Regions from separate parts of the Sus scrofa genome. Here region 2 is linked to region 1. Evidence: chromatin contacts called from public Hi-C data. All regions are on one chromosome and are shown on one strand. Each heading gives the region's core, a stretch centred on a gene start, on an enhancer-like site or on the middle of the called end of the contact. The rest is flanking DNA. Distances are from core to core; before and after follow the strand shown. Region 1 has its middle 28 kb from the start of GRAMD2B. Region 2 overlaps ALDH7A1 (alpha-aminoadipic semialdehyde dehydrogenase).

What was found. A called contact is a pair of places that touch in the nucleus more often than the background predicts.
Region 2: a Hi-C map of liver shows a contact between it and region 1, with 10 times the contacts expected there. The contact joins two enhancer-like sites. A contact is called at or near these places in 1 of 5 promoter capture datasets (liver) and 2 of 47 Hi-C or Micro-C datasets (both in liver).

The regions. Positions count from the first base shown.
Region 1 is chr2:129,520,061-129,524,378 of Sscrofa11.1, reverse strand. It overlaps a transcript of GRAMD2B not described here. Among named protein-coding and RNA genes, the nearest start is that of GRAMD2B, 28 kb to the left of the region's middle. Within about 2 kb of position 2,873, at least 16 of the 83 cell types and tissues checked have an H3K27ac peak or open chromatin away from gene starts, as enhancers often do. A contact at or near this core is called in liver, where this site is marked.
Region 2 is chr2:129,700,862-129,705,296 of Sscrofa11.1, reverse strand. The region is part of intron 3 of ALDH7A1 (alpha-aminoadipic semialdehyde dehydrogenase); the gene reads left to right. Among named protein-coding and RNA genes, the nearest start is that of ALDH7A1, 6.6 kb to the left of the region's middle. Within about 2 kb of position 1,671, at least 2 of the 83 cell types and tissues checked have an H3K27ac peak or open chromatin away from gene starts, as enhancers often do. A contact at or near this core is called in liver, where this site is marked.

The DNA.
Region 1 (4,318 bases), core at 1,624-4,123:
AACTCTAATAACAGCAATTCCTGAGTGTCCTACTTGCCAGCCACCCATTCCTCATCCTCAAAATGTTACTAAGAAGAGGTAGGTGTTATTTGCGCCATCTTACAAGTGAGGAAACTGAGGTTTGAAAAGCTTAGATAACTTGACAAAAAAAAGCAAAAGAAAAAAACCCACTGCCCCAAATACAAATAAAACTGCAGAAAGTGCTAGAACTGTGATTCAGATACAGATCTGAGCAAAGAGAACAAGGAGGAGGGAGAGGGGTCGTGTGAGTTAGACATTAGTCTTTGGTGTTAGAAGATGCAAACTATTATACACAGGACGGATAAACAACAAGGTCCTACTATATAGCACAGGAGGCTATATTTAATATCCTGAGATAAACCATAACGGAAAAGAACGTATACAAAAAGAATGAAGACATACGGATGGCCAACAGGCACATAAAAAAAATGCTCAACATCATTAATTATTAGGGGAATTCAAATCAAAACTGCAATGAGGTACCATCTCACACCAGTAAGAATGGCTGTCTTTAATAAGTCTACAAATAACAAATGCCGGAGAGGGCATGGAGAAAAGGGAACCCTCCCACACTGTTGGTAGGAATGTAAGTTGGTTCAACCACTATGGCAAACAGTATGGAGGGACCTCAGAGAAATAAATATAGAACTACCATGTGATCCAGTCTCACTCCTGGGCATACACATGGACAAAACTTTCATTCAGAAAGACACGTGCATTCCTATGTTCACTGAAGCACTATTTACAATAGCCAAGACATGGAAACAATCTAAATGTCCATTAACAGTTGAATGGATTAAGAAGACGTGGTACATATATATACACACAATGAAATACTACTCAGTCATAAAAAAGAACAAAATAATGCCATTTGCAGCGACATGGGTAGATCTAGAGAGTCTCATACTAAGTGAAGTAAACCAGAAAGAGAAAGACAAATACCATATGATATCACTTATACAGGGAATCTAAAATATGGCACAAATGAACCTATCTTCAGAACAGACACAAACTCATGGACTTAGAGAACAGACTTGTGGATGCCAAGGGGGAAGGGGAAGGGAAGGGAGTGAGATGGCCTGGGAGTTTGGGGTTAGTAGATGTAGACTATTGCATTTGGAGTGGATAAGCAATGAGGTCCTGTGGTATAGCACAGGGAACTCGATCTAATCACTTTTGATGGAACATGATGGAAGATAATACAAGAAAAAGAATGTGTATAGGTGTATAACTGGGTCACTTTGCTGTACAGCAGAAATTAACACAACATTGTAAATCAACTACACTTCAATGAATAAGAATTTTTTTAAAAAACCACAAATGCAAGTCTGAGTAACTCCAAGACTACAGCCCTTTCATCGGATATCACCTTTCAGAGTAGAAATAAGTGCTAGTGTTGCTGCTGTCATGACTACCATGCTGGCCAGCCTCCAACATGGCCCCATGTGACTCCCCCCTTGGTTTTCTCCTCCTTGGACGGTCCCCGTCCACACGGAACACCCAGGACTGACTTGGGTAACCAACAGGATATTGCAAAAATGCGAAACATTTGTTAAGTATTGCTTGAGGGAAATGCTATTCCAGGCAGAGAGAAAACAGGCACAAAGGCACGAAGATAGGAAAACGTGTGGCATGTGTGAGGGATTATTTACTAAACTAAAACCCAATATTTTATTACATCATTTCTTTTATGTCTAATTTAACTCAATTTTATAGCAATTAGGTGTATTTTTCAACTTAAATTAATTCAGGGTAGTATTAAGTTAAAAGTAAGCTTGTATTTACATTTACGGAAAAAGGAATTTCAGCTTCTATTGTTCCTTGCAGCCTAATTTCTCCCTCTCTTTTCCCAGTTGGCAAGGGTATGACACTTGGGACCCCAGTGAGGCAAATACCAGTTGAGATCTAAGAATGAATCATCGTGGAAGGGTGAAAAGCTCCTGGACTCGGACCTGAGAGGGTCTGAGAGCTCGTGTGGCTTTGCTGTTAGCTGTCCTCCGTGCATCAAGCTCGTTGTTACTGATTTGCAAGCCCAGGGGGTGCTGCTGACCCTCAGCCTTCCTGGGATGAGGGCAGCAGCACCTCAGCAAGGGTCAGCCTCACTTGTCAACTTAGGGGAGCTCTTTATTTATCCATCACCCGCCATCATTTATTCATCTGCCCAACACATCGTTGTACACTTATCGTTGTCTACTTTGTGCTGAGTGATTGGTTGGAATAAAAGGCAGCAGAGTGAGGGAGAAAGACAAACACAACAATAAGCGACACTGAGTGTGTGATGGAGGCTGCAATGGAAATCCAAGAGGTACAGTGTCGGCACAGAGAAAGGGAGACAGGGTGGGGCCAGACTGTCCCAAGGCAGGGATACCTGCTCGGGCTTTGAAGGATAGCTCAGAATTCACTCTGCCCAAGTGTCCTAGGCAGAGAAGGTTCAAAGGCCCAGACTAGCACACATGGCTGGACTGTGATCTTCTCCGGGCATGGAGAGGGCAAGAGATGTGACGGGAAAGCCAACCAGGTCACTGAATGTCCTCCTCACAGTCCAAAGGACAAAGCTCGGAGATAAATGAACGCACTTGTATGACCCGATCGTTCCTGCCTCCAGGGTTCTTTCCCCTTTTGCAGGAGAACGTTCTGCCCCTGGGTTTACTGGAAGGAATAAAACAGAAGTTTATTTTTCTCCAGGATCATCTGGCTGCTGTGAGTCTTTCACATAAGCAAAGTTTATTTTGTTCCACTGAGTGTTTGAAATACGCAATTTATCTCTAGATCTAAGTATTGCAACATGGGGATTAACAGGAAACATGTGGGAAATTATAGTTTGGAGAGTTAGGCTAATAATTTAATTTTCAAGGTGCATGCGCATTGCCTACCCTCTAGGGTTGCCAGAGTGTGTATCTGTCGCCAACAGAGACTGGAGCCCCTGGAAGCAGGATCTGGGTCTTCAGCCATTTCTTTACTCTGCAAGAGTCTCTCCTCATCGTAGTTTCTTTTTCTTTTTTTTTTCCCATTTGTTAAAGTTTTATTGGAGCATAATTGACGTACAATGTTGGCATAATTTCTGTTATATAACAAAGTGATTCAGTTACATAAGTACACACATCCATTCTCTTTCGATAGTTTCTTCTTTGTGCTAGTTGCTGGGGATACAGAGGAAAGGACGTATTCCTAGCCTCTAAGAGCTCTAGGTGATAAGTGAATATTGGCATGACTTCTCTGTGGATCTCCCCCACTGCCCTGCAAGAACCGTAGCAACCCTTAAACACGTGCTGTGTGCCAAGCACTTTGTGTATTATCTCACCGAACCCTCTCCACACCCCCACGATTACTCGATCTTACAGTTAAGGAAACTGAGGCACAGAGGGATTGCCAGCCGAGAAAGTGATGAGACCAGATGGTTGCCAGGCAGTCCTCCCCAGACGGAGCCTCCCCCCACAGAGATGGTAGAAAGGGCTCCCAGGTTTTTTGTTCAATGAAATTATCCACCATACTTTTTCTAACCGCATGCAAGTGCCCAGAGCAAACGCCACTGTCTTTTTATGGATACATTGAACTGAAACCCACGGCATCACAGAATGACTCAATGTAGAAATCAGAATCCCAGATAGGTCTTCTTTAATCTTTCAAACAGGGAATCCTGCCTGCTTCTGAAACTAGTGTCCCCTCTGGGGCATTAAAAGTCACCCCGGGTGAGATGAAGAAACTAAATGAAATGACCCTTGAAGATGGATTTGATTTGGGGAAATAGCTCAAATCAATTGAGCCAAGCCAGGTGAAGAAATGGGCCAGTGAGGCTGGATAATGCTGCTTGGGTCATGCAACTGACTGCACAATCATGACCTGAAGTTATTTCTTTGGCTCAGTTGTGCCGTACGGAGATATCCAAAAATTCCTTTTCCTCTTCTGTTCCTTGTTTTCCTCACCCAGGCAACTTAGAGAATGACTATAATCCATCTACCACAGTAAAAAGCCACCAAGGCATATAAGGTCACGTCTGTAAAAAGTTCCTATGAGTAAGCCGCTGTGCAAATAGAGGAGACTATTATTATTATTACTATTCGGTTGTATAGAAACCCTCATTCATCACTTATGTGCTTCTTGGCAGGGGTTTCCACTTGCCCTCATGTGGCCCCACGCAGTCACACACGGAAGCAACTCCTAGAACGTCCACGTCAATAACCCTTGGCTGGTTTTGTTTGCTAAACACGAAGGTAGGGGTTGCGGGGGGAGGGAACTCCTTAAGTGAGATTTTAAAACTTCATTGAAATCTATTACAGATGAGCTCAACTCAAAGTCC
Region 2 (4,435 bases), core at 422-2,921, 180 kb before region 1:
CTGTCACTACATAAGGGCCAGGCTCTGGCGGAGGGCAGAGTAAAAAACTGGCTTAGTCTGGGTGTCCCAGCACCCCCCACCCACCCACTTCCCCCATCCCCTGAATATCCCTTTTGGTCTGTGAGGTCCTCAAGCTGTAGGAATATCTCATGTGGTTACCCCAGCTCTACCCCTGGGTAAATTACTTCCCCTTCCTGTGCTTTGTCTTGCAAAAGGGGGCGATCAGGTGTGATAACTCTAGGGTTATTGTGAGGGTTAAAGGAGTTAATCATTTAAAGTGCTTACAGGCCGGGCAAACCTGAGTGCCTGTGAGTTTGATTTATAAAACCAAGTGCTGCTGGGTTTAGGGAGTGCGGAGCCAGTGGTTGCCCCCCCCATCAATGATTGCGATGGGGGTGTGTGGAGGGGCAGACTCTCCAGGAGTGCCCAGGGCTGGGTTGCAAGGTTGTTTTCAGCCAAGAGACTGCCTCTGCAAAGCAGAAAGAACCTTTTTTTCTTTAATTCTGGCTCTAAGTTAGGCTCAGGGCTCCAGCATACACAATCAAAAATATCCTTGAACAAAGGAAATACCACTTCAGAGGTAAATGGTATGCTAAGTCAAGTTCACCTTGGTAAAATAGAGAATAGTGGCCAAAGCAGTGTCATTTTATTTTATATTGGCCAGTTCCACATGTGCAGATAAGGAGTGCGGACTATCCTACTAAGCCATTCTTATAAAGGACTTGAGCTTCCACAGACTTTGGAATCTGTGGGTGTCTTGGAACCAGTCCCCCTTGGATACTGAGGGACAACTGAGTGCTTTTTTTTTTTTTTTTTTTAAATGAATTGAGTTTATATTTTAGAGCAGTTTTAGGGTTAAACTGTAGGGAAGGAATTTTTTTTTTTTTTTTTGCTTTTTAGGGCTGCACCTGCAGCATATGGAAGTTCCCAGGCTAGGGGTTAAATTGGATTCGTAGCGACAGCAACGCCAGAACCGAGCTACACCTGCAACTTATACCGCAGCTCACAGCAACGCAGGATTCTTAACCCATTGAATGAGGCTAGGGATTGAGCTCTCATCCTTATTGATACTGGTTGACTTCATTACTGCAAAGCCATAATGGGATCTCTGGGAGGAAAATTTTTTTATTCTTAGGGGTTTTATGGCTTGTCTTGTCATTAAATTGACATACAACCAATTAATAGAAAAATTATCTTTCAGTTGCTTAAATTTATTTATTTTTTGACCTTGCTTGAGGCATGTGGAAGTTCCCAGGGACTGAACCCATGCTACAGCAGTGAACCGAGCTATTGCAGTGACAGTGGAGGTCCTTAACCCACTGAACCACTTGGGAACTCCTGTCACGTCTTTCTTTAGTATTCTGCTGTACTTTGTTGTTGTTGCTATTTTCAAATTCAAGTTACTTGACATCTGCTTTTACTTATCGATGCCAGCCTCTGCACCTAACATTCTTTCCTCCTTCTCCTCTTACTTTTTAGTCCTCCGAGTAGAGTGGGGGTGCCAAGTGGGAGCAGGTAGCTCTCCTGGGCAATGGTGGAGTCAGTTGGCCATCCCACTTGTTAGAACTGGAGTTAAGCAATTGAGTCCAAAGTTTGGGAAGAAGCAGAGCCTTTCCTAACCGTGCCCCCGGGGTCTCTGCCAATGGGGCTGCTGGTCCTCAAACAAAAACAGACCAAGGCTTGATCCCTTGTACACACTTTTCCTCTTGGAGTCTCACTCCTGTGGGGCTGCTTCTGCTTGGCCCTGATCCTTCTGGCTGGCCTTGCCTGTTGAGTGAGGACAAACTATTGTTTTGTTTAGTTCATTTGCATTAAGCCTTTTCTCTCTTTTTTTCTCTCTTTTTTTTTCTCTTTTTCTTTTCTCTCTTTTTTTTGTGTGTGTGTGTGTGTGTCTTTTTTGCCTTTTCCAGGGCCGCTCCCACGGCATATGGAGGTTCCCAGGCTAGGGGTCCAATCAGAGCTGTAGCCACTGGCCTACGTCAGAGCCACAACAACTCGGGATCCTTAACCCACTGAGCAAGGCCAGGGATCAAACCCGCAACCTCATGGTTCTTAGTTGGATTCGTTAATCACTGTGCCACGACTGGAACTCCAAGCCTGGAGTTTTTGAAAGGGAACTTTTTTCTTTCTTTTTTTTTTTTAAGGAAAAAAGTATGAAAATGTAATTTTTATTTATTTACTTTTTAGGGCCGCACCTGCAGCATATGGAAGTTTCCAGGCTAGGGGCTGAATGGGAGCTGCAGCCGCCAGCTTATGCCACAGTCAGAGCAACTTGGGATCTGAGCCATGTCTGTGACCTACACTACAGCTTATGTCATTGCTGGATCCTTAACCCACTGAGCAGAGCCAGAGATAGAACCTGCATCCTCACGGATGCTAGTCAGGTTCAGCCTGCTGAGCCATAATGGGAACTCCGTGAAAAGATAGTTTTTATTTTTATTTTATTTTTTTTCTTTTTAAGGCTGCACCCGTGCATATGGAGGTTCCCAGTCTAGGGGTCAAATCAGAGCTGTAGCTGTTGGCCTACACCACAGCCACAGCAATGCCAGGTCCTTAACCCACTGATCAAGGCTAGGAATCGAACCTGAGTCCTCATGCTAGTCAGATTCACCTTGGCTGAGCCACAACGGGAACTCCAAAAGATAGTTTTTAAAGACTGATTTTGTCCCGTTAAATAAAACTAACTACAGAGAACCTAGTTGGGAATACTGGTTCTGCTGCTTTCTTTTGTGAACTTGTTTCAATCCAGATGCCACGTGTTCCTGTCTCTCTTTATCCCGTTTGTGTCATTTTCCTTTCTATTCCTGGTGAGGAAGAGCCAGACTCTGTTCTCTCTTGATGACAGGGGACTGTTAATGGGGCTTCTGTAGCTGAATATAGGGACCACAGACACTTGGTAGTGCTTTGCCATGGCTCTCTTAGTAGTATGTCCCCAAGGTCTCGGCTGATCGTTCCCACCTCATGGCTGTGTTTGTTGCTTGTTCTAAACCTCCCTTCAGAGTGAATCGTGCAGGGATGAGGGCAAGCCCATCTCAGGGGGGCCTGAGGTTACTGATGCCCTGTCAGGCTGGGACTGTTCAAGCACACACAGGAATGTGGCTGTCTTCCTGCTTTCCTGTTCTCCCCTCGTAGTAGCCCTCACCTCATTCCTAATCCTGGCTTTCTTCTCTTCTCTTGCTGTTCCTATTAATCATCCTGGAAGCTGGAGGGAAAAAGAAAAAGAAAAAAACCAGGTTTCTGTGGTCTGGCTTGGAACGTAGTTTAAACTTTGGGTGGTGATTCTAATGAATACACAGCCAGGGTTGAGAGTCAGTCAGATACCACGTCCTAAACAGTTTGAATTATATTTATCTCTATTGCTATTTTTGTGGGCCAGACAGCCACCATCTCTTCTCCGGCCTAATCATTTTCCTGCCTGAGTCTTATCTCCCTCTGACCCATTTTTCTCCACTCCATCTACAGTGTATTTTAAAATGCTCTGTGATTTCTTGCCCACCCTGTGAAACCCTCTAGTAATTTCCCCCCTATTCTTTGGATCCTTTCCCTGGTCCTTTGCAGTTTAGCCCCTCCTTTCCTCGCCTGCCTCTTTGAAGTCCTTGTGGCTTTCCGAAACCACCATACTCACCTTGTAGCCTTCGCATTTGCTGTGCTCACTGTCCTCCTTTCTCTCCTTGTCAGTTGGCAAACACCAGTCAGGCTTTGGGTCTTAGATCTTAACCCTAAACTTTAAAAAGCCGCCTCCCTCCCCTCCTCCTTGCCCCCACGTAACTCTAGATTAATGCTTATAGATGGTCCAGTTGGTGGAATGAATCAGGAAGAGCTGGAAGGGTGAGAAGGGGTGAAGTCATAGCTGGAGAGAGTATGTCTCCTCCATTCATGCATCTCAAACTTGTTATGGCCCAACAGACAAACATCCTGACAGTTCTTCCAAGTTGTCTTCGTCTCAGTAATTCTACTTACCTCTACCTAGCTAGTCAAGCCAGAGACCTGGAGTCATCTTAGTTCTTTCATTCCCTGATTTCCCACCTGTTCCATCAGTGTGTTCTGTTCATTCTACTTCCAAAATAGAACCTGAATATACTTTTTTGTCTCCCTTGCTTCAGTCTTAAGGCTAAGTTGCTTTTTTTTTTTTTTTTTTTGCCTTGGAGACTAGAATATGTTTTCTTGTTGTTGTTGTTTTGCCTTTTCTGTGGCTGCTCCTGCGGCATATGGAGGTTCCCAGGCTGGAGCTGTAGCCGCCAGCCTAGCACCAGAGCCATAGAAGCTCAGGATCTGAGCCAGGTCTGCGACTTACACCACAGCTCATGGCAACGCCGGATCCTTAACCCACTGAGCAAGGCCAGGGATCAAACCCGCAACCTCGTGGTTCCTAGTCGGATTCATTAACCACTGAGCCACAACGGAAACTCCTAGCATATGTTCTTAATCCCTTCTT